Regions from separate parts of the Sus scrofa genome. Here region 1 is linked to region 2. Evidence: chromatin contacts called from public HiChIP or PLAC-seq data. All regions are on one chromosome and are shown on one strand. Each heading gives the region's core, a stretch centred on a gene start, on an enhancer-like site or on the middle of the called end of the contact. The rest is flanking DNA. Distances are from core to core; before and after follow the strand shown.

Evidence for each region. HiChIP or PLAC-seq counts read pairs in DNA pulled down with a chosen protein or histone mark.
Region 1: an H3K27ac HiChIP or PLAC-seq map of alveolar macrophages shows a contact between it and region 2. The contact joins two enhancer-like sites. A contact is called at or near these places in 6 of 47 Hi-C or Micro-C datasets (embryonic fibroblasts, liver, retroperitoneal adipose tissue and 2 more) and 1 of 2 datasets of contacts at active chromatin or transcription factors (alveolar macrophages).

The regions. Positions count from the first base shown.
Region 1 is chr3:33,719,160-33,725,756 of Sscrofa11.1, forward strand. No RefSeq gene overlaps it. Among named protein-coding and RNA genes, the nearest start is that of USP7, 32 kb to the right of the region's middle. Within about 2 kb of position 4,947, at least 1 of the 83 cell types and tissues checked has an H3K27ac peak or open chromatin away from gene starts, as enhancers often do. A contact at or near this core is called in alveolar macrophages, where this site is marked.
Region 2 is chr3:33,617,756-33,625,190 of Sscrofa11.1, forward strand. No RefSeq gene overlaps it. Among named protein-coding and RNA genes, the nearest start is that of C3H16orf72, 34 kb to the right of the region's middle. Within about 2 kb of position 5,311, at least 31 of the 83 cell types and tissues checked have an H3K27ac peak or open chromatin away from gene starts, as enhancers often do. A contact at or near this core is called in alveolar macrophages, where this site is marked.

The sequences.
Region 1 (6,597 bases), core at 3,697-6,196, 100 kb after region 2:
CATTGCTGGGCTGTGGTGCAGTTGCAGCTGATTCTACCCCTAGCCTGGGAACCTCCATATGCCTCGGGCGTGGCCCTAAAAAGACAAAAAGAAAATAAATACTGTACTGTATTCCCTAGGGGTTGTCCATTTGTCCATACCTGAGCTCTGTCAGTCATTTTATGTGTGTCTTGCGGGGAGGCTGGTGGAAACTCTAGATGCCCAGGCCCCAGCCTGACTGAAAGTGGGACCTAGGAATCTGCATTTTAAAGAAACACCCCCCAAGCATTTTTGTGTTTCTTACATTGAAAACTGCCCTCTCTTTATAGAGAGCCTCGGGAGGGAGAAGAAAATCGCAGTCCTGGAGTTCTCGTGTGGTGCAGTAGATTAAGGATCGGTCTTGCCACTGCAGGGGCTTTGATCCCTGGTCCAGGAACTTCCGCAGGCCGAGGGTGTAGCCAAAAAAGAGTAAAAAGGAAAGAAAAGAAAGTTGCCGTCTGGGATTCCCATTGTGGCTCAGTGGGTAACGAATCTGACTAGTATCCATGAGGACATGTGTTCCATCCCTGGCCTCGTTCAGCGGGTTAAGGACCCAGCATTGCTGTGAGCCATGGTGTAGGTCAACAGCCATAGCTCTAATTTGACCCCTGGCCTGGGAACTTCCATATGTTTTGGGTGCAACCCTAAAAAAAAAAATTTTTTTTAAAGGGATTTGTAGTCGATTGTTTGGAATGTCATGAGCATCTCAGCATAAGGTGGGAGCAGGTGGGGACTGGGCATGCCCGCTCAGTTTCCATGCTTGCAAGGCTGCCGCCTGCTGGCAGATACGCAGGGAGGAAGCTGAGCACCCAGTCTGAATCCGCTTCTGGCTTGCCCACATCAGGAGTAAGTGGGTGCTTTGTGGTTTCTACTCTGGCAGTTCAACCCATCAAAGTCACAGCGGGTCCCTCTGGCCCCCCGCTGAGCAGGCTGACCTGTCACCAGCCTAAGGAGGTGCCAGCTATGGTAGAAGCAGCATCAACGAGAAGGTGGGCAGAAGGAGCAAGCATCTGCCCCACTTTCCCGCAAGCAACAGGCTTGTGTCCCCTACAGGTGGCACCTGGCAGGAGGGAAGACCTTGCCCCACTTTTTCCCAGGGAAACTTTCCTTCCTTACCTGCTTCTGGGAAAACACAGACAACGCTGGCTTCCCCCGAGCTTGGCATTGCATGGAGGTCAAGAGCACAGATTCTGGAACTGGGTTCAATCCCATGTTCTGCTGTGTGATGTCAGGCAAGTTACCGAACTGCTCTGTTCCTGCCTCAGTTTCCTCATCTGTAAAATGGGGATCACAGAGCCCATGCCTCCTTGCGTCAGGGTGAGGATTGAATGAGTTAATGTGTGTTGGTGCCCAGAGCACTCACTGCCTGTGATATGGTGAATGAGAAATAAGTGTTTCTTGGTGCCATTGTTTATACTACTCCTCATAATAATTCATGAATGGTCTCCAAGCATTTCCCAGATCCCTGAGCTTGTGTGAAACCTTTAGGTTCACGGTATAATCCCAGTAGGTTCTGGAACAGTTTGATAGTGGAAATGGTTGCACAACATTGTGAATGTACTTAGTACCAGCAACTTGTGAATACTGCACTTTAAATTGGTTAAGATAGGCATTCCCATTGTGGTGCAGTGGAAACAAATCCAACCAGTATTCATGAGGACATGTGTTCGATCCCTGATCTCCCTCAGTGGGTTAAGGATCCAGGGTTTCTGTGAGTTGTGGTGTAGGATGCAGATGCGGCTTGGATCCCGCGTTGGCGTGGCTGTGGCATAGGCTGGCAGCTGCAGCTCTGATTTGACCTCCTAGCCTGGGAACTTCCATATGCCACAGGTGCGGCCCTAAAAAACAAAAAAAATAAAAATAAAATAAAACGGTTAAGATAGGGAGTTCCCGTTGTGGCTCAGTGTGTTAATGATGGGGTGTAATATCCATGACAATGCAAGTTCCATCAGTGGGCTAAGGATTCCGTGTTGCTGAAGGCTGCGGTGTAGTTTGCAGATGTGGCTCAGATCCAGTGTTGCCATGGCTGTGGTGTAGGATTGGAGCTGCAGCTGCCAGCCTACACCACAGCTCAGCAACGCTGGATCCTTAACCCACTGATCAAGACCAGGGATCAGGAGTTCCCGTCGTGGCTCAGTGGCTAACGAATCCGACTAGGAACCATGAGGTTGTAGGTTCAATCCCTGGACTTGCTCAGTGGGTTAAGGATCCAGCGTTGCTGTGAGCTGTGGTGTAGATTGCACATGTGGCTCGGATCCCGCATTGCTGTGGCTCTGGCGTAGGCCAGGAGCTTCAGCTCCGATTCGACCCCTAGCCTGGGAACCTCCACATGTCACGGTGGCCCAAGAAATGGCAAAAAGGCAAAAAAAACCAAAAAAACAAAAAAAAAAACAAAACCAGGGATCAAACCCACATCCTCATGGATACCAGTCGGGTTCACAACCCACTGAGGCACAGCGGGAACTCCCCTCTCAACAAGTCTTTACTGAGCACCTACTATGTGCAGGGCACAGTGCTTGGCCCTAGGAACGAGCCTGTGAAACAGTCAAGTCCAGCAAGGATTTCTGTAAACAGGAGAGCTCCTGGAACTGATATAATTTGAAAGGGCTAATCAAAGTCATCTGAACTCCTCTCTTTCTAAATCCAATTATTTTCGGTGTGCGCAGCAGCGGGGATGAGTCATGAGTCATCTGCAAGCTTCCTCTGGCCTTACTTTCTCAGGGAGGAGAAGGATAAAAAATAGATACGTCTCAAAGTGCCAGGAAGAGAAGCAAAGCAGGCTGAGGGAAAGGGAGGGTGGTCCGGGAGTGCCTTCTAAGCAGGGACAGAAGGAGGTAAGCGTCCAGCAGCCCTGGTTTCTCCGGCCGCCACCCTTGCTCCCTGTTAGGGGGATGTTGCCCTGTGCCTCAGTGTTTGGATTCTGAGAAATGGAAATAAGGACGCTAGAACCTGAGGTTACTCTGCAGGTGGAACCAAGCCATGCACGGAGAACCTGAGTGTGGCCGTCACTGTCACGGGGACACTGTTGGGCAGGGCGCCCTGGGTTTCCAGAACATCTCCTGCAGACTCTGATATTGACTGAGGTCAGCTCACCTCTATACCGACTGTCCAAAATCATGATAGTAGTAATTATAATCATAATTTCTTGTTCCAACAGTTAATGTCCAGTCTGCCCCACCTGCTCTGCCTCCTCCCCATCTCCCCAAAGCCTGCACAGAACAGGGACTAAAAACAACTTGGTGGGAGTTCCTTTTGTGGCTCAGTGGGTTAAGAACCCAACTAGTATCCATGAGGGTGCGGGTTTGATCCCCGGCCCCGCTCAGTGGATTAAGGATCTTCCTTGTCATAAGCTGAAGTGCAGGTCGCAGATGTCACTCAGATCTGGCATTGCTGTGGCTGATGTAGGCCGGCGGCTGCAGCTTCACCTTGATCGCCTATCCTGAGAACTTCCATATGCCACAAGTGTGGCCCCGAAATACAAAAAAAAAAAAAAAAAAAAAAAAAAATTCGGTGAGTGAATGAATGACTCCAAAGAATGCCCACGTTTTACCTTAGAATTGGGATAGCCCTGCCCACGTTTCTCCCCCTCCCACATTTCCAGGAGGACGTGGCATTGGAGCTGAGCCTTGAAGCTAAACCAAGAGGGAGGAGAGGGCAGAGGCTTTGCATTAAGGAGGGAAAGACCTGGAGGCTGGCTTCTGGCTCTTTCTGAGCTGCTGGGAGACAGGAGGGGTCTCAGGTGGGTGTGATCAATTTTGGCCTCCTGGGTGGAGACGGCTTGACTCTCACACCCAGACTGACCTGGGGCCCTGCCCCCTCTGAGGAGGAACCCTGTCCGCCCCTCCTGGGCCAGAACCTGCTTCAGCAGCCTTTCGTGGCTGCCCCTGACCACGTCTGGAACATTCCTGTTTGTTTGTCTGCAGCCCGAGCCCCAGCACCTCCGCCCAGACTCCCACGACCCATCCTCACTCTGCAGGTGGCATTGGGCTGTTTTTCAATGTTTGGGTGCCTGTTGAGTGAGGGCCTACTAGATGCCCGGCCCTGTTTGGGTGCTGCGGGAACCGTGGAGACAAAAGTCCCTGACTTTGGGAGAACCTGTAGTGGCTCACCGGCTTGTGAACCCGACCAGCACCCACGAGGATATGGGTTTGATCCCTGGCCTCACTCAGTGGGTTAAGGATCTGGGGTTGCTGTGAGCTGTGGTGTAGGTCAAAGACACAGCTCAGGTCTGGCGTTGCTATGGCTCTGGTGTGGCCTGGCAGCTTCAGCTCCGATTCATCCCCTAAGGCAAGAACTTCCATATGCCACAGGTGTGGCCCTAAAAAGCAAAAAAAAGTCTTTGGCCTTGAGGAGCCTGCATTCATTGGGAAGAGACAAGAGAAGTGAAATACAGAGGGTCATGGGGGTCTCTGGGGAGGAATAACTTGGGGGAGGGCAGGGGAGGAGGGCTGCAGGTCAGGTAAGGGTGTGGGGGGTGGGGATGGGGGTGGGGTCTTGTGGGAGGACTGCTGGGACTCCTTGCTGCTGCCAGTGGGAGGTCTAGGTGCGGCCCTAAAAAAAAGAAAGAAAAAGAAAAAGAAGCAGGCTCCTAGATATAGAGAACGAACACGTGGTTAGCTTTGCAGGGGGAGCAATATCAAGGTGAGGGGGTGACAGGTACAAAGTATCAGGTATAAGACAGGCTCAAGGGTGTATTGTACATCACGAGGAATGTAGCCAATATTTTTTTTTCTTTTCTGCTGCATCTGTGGCCTATGGAAGTTCTCAGGCCAGGGATCGAACCCAAGCCAGAGCTAGAATGTAACCTAAGCTAGAGCTGCAGCAACGCCAGATCCTTAACCCAGTGTGCTGGTCAGGGGATCTGTGGAGGCCAAAGAGGCAAGTCGGACCATTAACAGGTTGCACCACAGTGGCAACTCCGAGCCAACATGTTGTAACAAGTGTAAATGGGAAGTAAGCTCCTCATTGTACTCACAGAGTTCCCCAGTGGCTCAGTGGGTTAAGGATCTGCCATTGTTGCTGCTGTGGTTCCGGTCACTGCTGTGACATGGGTTCAGTCCCTGGCCCAGAAACTTCCACATGCTGTGGGCATGGCCAAAAAGAAAAAAAAAAAAAAAAAACTTGGGAGTCAAGTAGCTGTGTATTTAACGAATGGCTATAGCTGAAGCAGATTTTACTCAACATTAAAAATGTTTTATTCTTTACTTTTATTAAGGTGTAATTTACACAGCATAAACTTAACCCATTTAAAGTGTACAATCCGGGAGTTCCCCTTGTGGCCCAGAGTTATGAACCCAGTTAGTATCCATGAGGATGTGGGTTTGATCCCTGGCCTCTCTCAGTGGGTTAAGGATCCAGTGTGGCCATGCGCTGTGATGTGGGTCACAGACACGGCTCTTATTCGACCCCTAGCCAGGGAGTTTCCACATGCCCTATGCCTGGGGTGTGGCCCTAAAAAGAAAAAAAAAAGGAAGAAGTAAAGTGTACAAACCGATGTTTTTAGTAATGTTTTACACTTCTGCCACCTTCCCTGTAATCTAATTTTAGAACCTTTCCATCCCTCTCAAAGGATCCCTTGGGTCCATTTACAGTTAATCCCCTTTGCTCCACCAGCCCAGGCAACCACTAATCCACTTTCTGTCTGGATGCATTTGCTTATTCTGGATATTTCATATGAATGGAATCCTACACTACGTGGCCTTTTGCATCTGACTTCTTTCACTGAGCAGCATGTTTTCTAGGCTCATCCACATTGTAGCACGTGTCGGTAGTTCATTCCTTTTTATGGCTGAATAGTATTCAGTGATACCAATAAACTATGGTTTATTTATCTGTTGAGCTGTGGTCATTCAGTTCTTTCAGTTTTTGGGTTTTTTTTTTTTTTTTTTTTTTTTTTTTTGGTTTGTTTTGCTTTTGTTGTTTTTTAGAGCCGCATCTGTGGCATATGGAAGATCCCGGGTTAGGAGTTCAATCTGAGTTGCAGCTGAAGCCTACACCACAGCCACAGCCATATGGGATCTGAGATGCATCTGCAAGCTATATGGCAGCACCAGATCCTTAACCCAGCTGAGCAAGGCTAGGAATCTAACCTGTGTCCTCATGGATATTAGTCAGTTCTTAACCTGAGGAGCCAAAGAGGAATGCCTCAGTTCTTCCAGTTTTGGGCTATTGTGAATAATGCCCCTAGAAATGTTGACCCTTAGGTTGGTATTGCCATGTGTTTTCATGTGTTTTGGGCAGATACCTAGGAGCAGAATGGCAGGCTGGATGGTAAATTGATGCTTATTAAGAAAACTCCAGTACTGTTTTAGAAGTGCTTTCTGGAGTTCCCATCGTGGTGCAGCAGGAACGAATCTGACTAGGAGCCATGAGGTTGAGGGTTTGATCCCTGGCTTCCCTCAGTGGGTTAAGGATCCGGCATTGCTGTGAGCTGTGGTGTAGTCTGGCAGCGGTAGCTCCAATTGGACCCCTAGTCTGGGAACCTCCATATGCCGTGGGTGCAGCCCTAAAATAAATAAATAAATAAATAAATAAATAAATAAATAAATAAATGCTTTTTAAAAGGATGCAGAGTGTTGG
Region 2 (7,435 bases), core at 4,061-6,560:
GGTAGAGCCAGGATATTCCAATCCAGGCAGCCTGTGTCCAGAGAATGTATATCAGCATTATGTGTTTTTTTAGCCCTGCTGTGTTGTTCTACTTCTTTAGTGTGCCAGGCATTTTAATTAAAAAATTCCATTTTTATACTAAAGAAAAGGCATGATTGAGTAGAAAAGAAGCTATTATCTCTCTTTATACTGAGGCCACGAAATACCACCATTTAACTGGAGTGAATAAAAAGCAAAAGTAAACATGCAAAATGATCCTGAATGACAACTCCCCACTGTATTACAAGTTCCATGGATTTTTTTTTTTTTTGTCTTTTTTTGTCCTTTTAGGGCCACACCCATGGCATAGCTAAGTATGGGTGCTGTAGCCACCAGCCTACGCCAGAGACACAGCAACACGTGGGATTGGTGCCGCGTCTGCGACCTACACCACAGCTCACAGCAACACCAGATCCTTAACCCACTGAGCAAGGCCAGGGATCGAACCCGCAACCTCATGGTTCCTAGTCGGATTTGTTAACCACTGAGCCACGACGGGAACTCATGATTTTTGTTTTTCTTTTTATGGCCACACCTGTGGCATACGGAAGTCCCTGGGCTAAGGGTGAATCAGAGCTGCAGCTGCTGGTCTACACCACAGCCACAGCAACACCAGAACTGGAGCCACATTTCAGAGAGGCCAGGGATCGAACCCACATCATCCTCATCAACACCATGTCGGGTTCTAAACCCTCTAAGCCACATCGGGAACTCCCTACAAACTCCATGAAAACATGGATTGTATCTTGACCAGGTAAAGAAAGTAACACAGGAGGAGAGAGTCTAGACTTGAGAGAGAGAAAATTCCAAATTTGAGTCCCAGCTGGGTATCCTCAGACAAGTCACTCAACCTTTCTGAGCAGCAGCTTCTCCCATGGCAACACAGACACAGACACATGCCTTAGGGGTTGCAGCAACCTTGCCATGGGATATGCATGTAAAACACCCAAGAGAAATGGGGTTATCAGTATGACTAGCCCTTCATCTCCCTGTGGCCATAACACAAATTCCTGCAGGACTGGTGGACTTCCTGTTTGTTTTGGCCCACCCTGCTGCACTCAGAGAAGCCCAAGCCTGCTCTGCCCACAGCCATGTCTCCTGCCGAAAGCTAACAGAAGGATGACAGCCATAGCTGGGGCCTAGGAAGGGCTTCTGAGACAAAGCCCTGGAGGGCAGCCCTAAGGCACCACCAGAACCGGGGTGGTACAGTCTGGGAATGGGAGGGAGTTGGGGGGTCAGAGAGCAGGAGCCAAACCCTGAGAATAAGTAACTGCACATCACAGGTCACAGAGTCCCGAGTGTCTCAAGCCAGACCCCAAATCCAGGACTGGTGAGAGGGCCCATTTTATTTACTTATTTATTTATTGCTTTTTAGGGCCGCACCCACGGCATATGGAGGTGCCCAGGCTAGGGTGTTAAATCGGAGCTGTAGCTGCTGGTCTACACCACAGCCACAGCAACATCAGATCTGAGCCGCGTCTGCCACCTGCACCACAGCTCATGGCAATGCCGGATCCATGACCCACTGAGCGAGGCAAGGGATCGAACCTTCGTCCTTGTGATGCCGGTCAGATTTGTTTCCACTGAGCCATGACGGGAACTGAGGACCCATTTTAAAGGTGGGCAAGATGAGCCCCAGAAAGCTGAATAGCCGTTCTTAAAGGAGCTTGGAAAGGCATCCACCCATCGTCCCAGGAGCCCTGACCTACAGAAGGTGCTTAATTGGGCCACCAGCATGTGTTGAACTAAAGCTTCCTTAAGCAGCTGTGCACCCTGCAATTCACCTTCGTCACAGGCATGACAGCTTCACTCATGGATCTGACCCCATCAGCATCTGAGTGTACCACCTTGGACGAACAGGACTTCATGGAATTTTCACAGTCAGCGTAGGGTACCGTTACCCAGTTTAATAGCAGAGGCCCAGACCAAGCACCGAGCTCAACAGGATTAAGGAGTGAAGTCCTGGCAGAGCAGGTCCTTCCACAATGGCCCAACAACTGGATTGGGCACTGGGAGGTGGAAGAGGGTGGAAGAGAGTCTTTAGAGGAAAAGAGGCCCATGGGATCTGGCAGCAGACACCCCCCCCCCACCGCCCCCGGGCTCTCAAATCCTGACTCCCGATCTCTGGCCCCATGCATCAGCACCCCACTCACCACCAGGAATCCCCAGGACAAGCCCTGCCCTAGAAGGGCTGTCCCTTTAAGGCTCTGGTGGGCAGACCCAGCCTTTTCCATGGAGCTGACACAGTGCTGTTTCTCTGTCATCCAAATTCCAGGCCGAAACAGGAAGTGAGTCGCCACCGGAGAATGTGGGACTCCCAGCCTAAGGGACAGGCTCAAGGCCAATGCTGGGTCCCTACAGGGGTCAGGCCTTTGGGAGGGTCAGGCCTTTGCCAGGTGCATGGCTCTTGGGTGAAGGAACACCAGTATCTGCTTGCGTCACTAATAGTATGCAACTGAGAGACGTTCTCAAACTCAATCCAAGTTCATCCAAGTTGACCAGATCACACAGGGATCTTTCAGTCCCCATCCAGGCCCCCAAAATGAAAGCGTCAGGTAATCTACACGCTCATATTCCTGGGCGGTAGTTAACCCAGGCCATCCCCACTCTGCAAGAGGACACTGAGGCTCCAGTTAAGGTAATCTGCCCATGGTCCCAATCCTAGTGAATTTGATCCACCTGGACGTGGAATGCTCAGGCGCCTTCTACACAGGGCGGAAGCAGACAGATGTGGGTTCAGATCCTGGCTGAGGCACCACCTGAAGCTTCTGGTGCCTCTGTCTTATCTGTCAAATGGGGATCCCCTCATCCTATCAACAAGTATTTCCTCCCGGATGTCTGCTCGGTGGCAGGCACAGTGACAGGTAAAGGGCCCACGACACAGTCCAGGAAAGGCAGACGCAGCTCAAAAGTAAACCAGTAAATGAAATGACCACCGGATGAGAACAAGGGCTTGAGAGGATGGTGGGGAAGGGCCGCTGAGCTGAGTGAACACAAACCAGGAAGAATAAAGGGGCGGCCTTCGCCACCAATGGGTCAAAGGGAGGAAATCAAAATCCAGCACCCCTAAGACCTGGAGCAAAAGCTCATAAGGATGGGCCTCTGGGGAAGGGTCCAGTGCGGTGACCACCCCCACACCCCGCCCGGTACGACCTGCTAGGTCATGCCCAGGAAGGGGACGCCCAGGCCGCCACCTTCGGAGAACGCCAGCGCGGGTGACAGCACTGCGGCCTCGGGCCCTGGTCCTCCCTAGCCTGGGACAGAGCCGGCTCGCGGCCCAGAGCCTGGAAACGACCCCCCTGAGCCTTGAGGCCCCCACCCCCGGCGGCGTAAGCCCCTGTGAGGAGGAAACAAGCCCCAGCGGGGACGCGCTGGCCGCCTACCCTGTCGGCGCTCGGGCTTCCTGAGCTGGAGGCGCGCCCGCTGCGCGGGGCCTAGCGAGCGGGTTTAAAGCGGGGTTCACTGCGCAGCTCCGTCTCCCGCACGTCGGGTCCCAGGCGGCGCCGCTGGGCACAGCCCACCCCTTCCCTCCGTGGTGGTCCCTCGCCGACCCCTCCTCCCCAGAGCGCCCCCTCTGGCCTGGGGGCCTCGGCGGCCCTGCGGCCTCGCAGCAGCCGGGATGAGGCGCTTGGTGCTCACTGGAAGCCAGGGCCCCTTCCCGTGCGGCACCGCCTCATCCCGCCCTCACCAACAAGCCCCTCACCAGCGGGAAACCGAGGCCTGGGTGGGTGAGTGGGTGACTGGCCACGAGGTTCCAGGCGCCCCGCACACGCGCCGGGCAGCGGCCACCCAAGTCTCACTCTTCCTCATCCGGAAAGTGCAGCTGGCGGACCTGCCTACGAGGAGCTTTTCGTTGCAATATTCATGACTAACACAAGGTCCACATCTGTAGGGGCGGGTGAGGGAAGAGCTCTAACCTATTTTAACTGAAAACAAAAATGCAGTTGAAAGCGCTTGTGACCTTTTATATAGTTTCTCGAGAACACATATATTCAAGTACATGCGTAGCAATTCTTTTTCATGTGCACCCAGTCACTCTGGATGAGGTAGGGAGGCTTAGGGTCTGCAGGGATGGGAGGAGGTGCACTCCACCCTCATTTTCTGGAATGCTCTTCCAAACTGAGTTAATGCAATGGCTGGCATTGCTCGGGGACCAGAGTCCTTTGTTTTCTGCTGTTTTCATCAGCCTTGGCCCTGCTTCCCTCATGGTCGCAGGCCACACAACTCCAGGCTCAACTACACACAGGATGACATCCAGGAGACATTTCACCTTGAACTTTTTCGTACTATTTTTCTAAGTGCACGTATTATGGATGTACAATGTACACTGAGGTGGAGTTCTCTCGTGGTCTAGCAGGTTAAGGACCCAGCATTATCACTGCTGCAGTGCAGGTTCAACCCTGGCCCAGGGAACTTCCACATGCCAGTGTGGCCAAAAACAAAAACAAACTAAACAGAGCTAACCAGGTAGTAGCACTTAGGATCCACTTTTACTTTATCCTTTAATTTACCTTCTTTACAAAGAGAAACAGAATCCCCACCCGAGACCTTTGGATTCAGTGTGGAGGTGGGTCGTTCAGGAACCTGTTTTGATTTTTGGTTTGTTTTTTCTAGGGTGCACCCGAGGCTTGTGGAAGTTCCCAGGCTAGAGGTTGAATCAGAGCAATAGCTGCGATCCTTCGCCACAGCCACAGCGACCACACCACAGCTCACGGCACTGTGGGATCCTTAACCCACTGAGCGAACTCAGGATGAATGTGTGTGTGTATGTGTGTGCGGTGTGTGTGTGTGTGTGTGTGTGTCTTTTCTAGGGCTGCTTCCCGCGGCATATGGAGGTTCCCAGGCTAGGGGTCCACTCAGAGCTGTAGCTGCTGGCCTACACCACAGCCACAGCAACTCGGGATCCGAGCTGTGTCTGCGACCCCACACCACAGCTCATGGCAACACCGGATCCTTAACCCACTAAGCAAGGCCAAGAATTGAACCTTCAACCTTATGGTGCCTAGTCGGATTCACTAACCACTGAGCCACATCGAGAACTCCAGGAACCTGTATTTTTAAACCTCTCCCAAGGTGACACAGCCCTGCCAGGTGCAGGAGAGCCACCTCCCGGGACACAGCTGCTTGGTCACTCCTGGTGGGCCAGGATTCCCAGCGCCCTGGGACCTTGTGAGTATAAACTTCCTTCCGCCAAGCCCAGTAAGACAGCCTCCCCAGAGGAACAGACTGGTGGTGTCCAGACTTCCTCAAAGCCTGAGGGACTGAAGGTGGCTGGGCAGGCAGCCAAGGGGAGGGGAGGGGTGGAGTCCTCTGACAGCTGCCCTCAGCCTCAGGGCTGGCCCTGAGAAGCCCAGTGCCACTGGCCACCTGCCCAGTCAACAATCCAGAAAGGGCCAGGCCACATTCCCCTCTGCACTCTTGGCTGAATGAACCAGAGGTCCTCAGACAATGGTTCTGACTGCAGAAGTTTGAAAAATGCTGCTGCCTAGGTGCCACCCCCAAGGAGGCCCCAGCTAGTTGGTCTGGGGTACACTTGACCACGGCTGATTCTACTATGTGCAAGCAGGGCGAGGACCATGGAACTGGGGGGGAAGAGTGAACATAAGGAAAGGACTTTGCTGGAGGCGAGTGTAGAACCCAGAAGAGATCCTGCTCACGCCCCAAAATGGGGATTTTATCCAGAGGGACGATGGCGGTTACTATTTCTGGGCTCCTGTGTGTGCTTACCACGTGCCAGCTGTCGTCCAAGGCATCTTCACCTCTTCCCGGACCTGAGGGAGGGCTCACCTCACTCACCAAGTCCTGCTCTTAACCAGCTGGTTCTTGGAAGACTGTGAAGGCTCACAAAAAAAAGAGTGAAGACTTTTCATGAAAACCTAGAAAACTGCAAGCTACTTTACACCTACTCATTCAAGAAATGTCCAGCTTTCCTACCCTTTGTGCCTGGTGCTGACGTCCAGAGCTGGGCACTCAAACTGGATGGGAAAGCACGCAGTAGTTCACATAGCATCCTGTTCAGAGAAATGGCAAGAAACCGAAAAGTGGAGTGCACCACCCTCGGAGAGCTAAGAACTTTCTACAAGTTGTTGCAGTGGTGTGTGGGTCTGTGTGTATGTGTCCACACTAGGTCTTGATGGGAAAGGCATTTCTTATTGTCAGTCACAGTCCGAAACACTTGAGAAACAGAGACAGATGGGCAAGAGACAAGCCTTCGTGTACCGAATATAATTGTGTAAGCAAACGCAGTTCTGTTAACCTAAGAAGCCCCCAACTGTAACTGCGTGGTAGTTACAAATTTCTAGATACACCTTGAAATTCACTTTGTGGCCATGACACCCAAAGTAGAAGAAATGGGTGAAAAGAGTATAAACAGCCTTCTCCATGGTTTGGAAAGCGTCCCCCACTCCCCCAGGAATTTCAGCCCAGCACCACCATCACCCCTAAGACCGACCAATGGTGGGCCTTAATGTCTTCCTCAAGTCTCGACGGTACAATAGCACATACCTTGGTAGATTTATGGAGAAAGATCTCCGGACTATTAGTCCACGGGGCGCCCAGGGGCTGAATCGGCCCAGGGAAACCAGGAGTGGAAAGCTGCCCCCAGCATCCCCAAACCCTTCCTTCTTCTCCGTCAGGCTGCTTAACCGTTTTCAGCCTGCTGAGCATGCTAGTTGTTGCAGCTGGATGGAGCCCAGGATTCCTAGAGCTCTCAAAGGCGGTCCCACGAATGATGGGACTTCAGGCCGCTCAGAGCGCACATCCAGCAGACCTGCAGCAAAGGACCAGCACAGCTACCATGTACGGCTGTGCCGCAACCAAATGCAGAGCAAACACGTCGGCCCAGCGTCGCCTGCCCTTGGGTTCGGGGGGCCTGGCTCCCCCAATTCCAGCATTAAGGATGATCCCCTGTACTTGCTGTCCTGTGGCATCACCGGTAGGCGCTGGCTTCACTCTGGAAAACAACATCTCACCCACCTGTGGACAAGCTTTTGTCCTAAAAACTGATCATTTCTCAGACTACAAGCTTCACCAAGTGCTTGATACCGGCCCTCGATCCGTTTGCAAGACCGGGGCTTCCATGTTACGGTCTCATAAAACACTGAACTCTCACGCAGCCACCTGTCAGTCAACCAGCAGCACAGCTTAGTGGTTACATCCACAAAGGACTAAGCAAAGTGTTGGGAAGGTTACGCTCCAAAACGTTTCAGTTTTTACCTTTGGGGAGGGGTGAAAGAGGACAAGTTGAAAGGGTCTTTAAGGTGAAATGTCTGACATTTTAATTTTCTTCACAAAAATGCATGAGTGTTAATCTCTTCAATGGCACATTTAAAAAAAGAAAAAGCTATCAGAATTATTTAGCGTTGATATTCCAGACTTAAGGACTCCTCTGATGAGA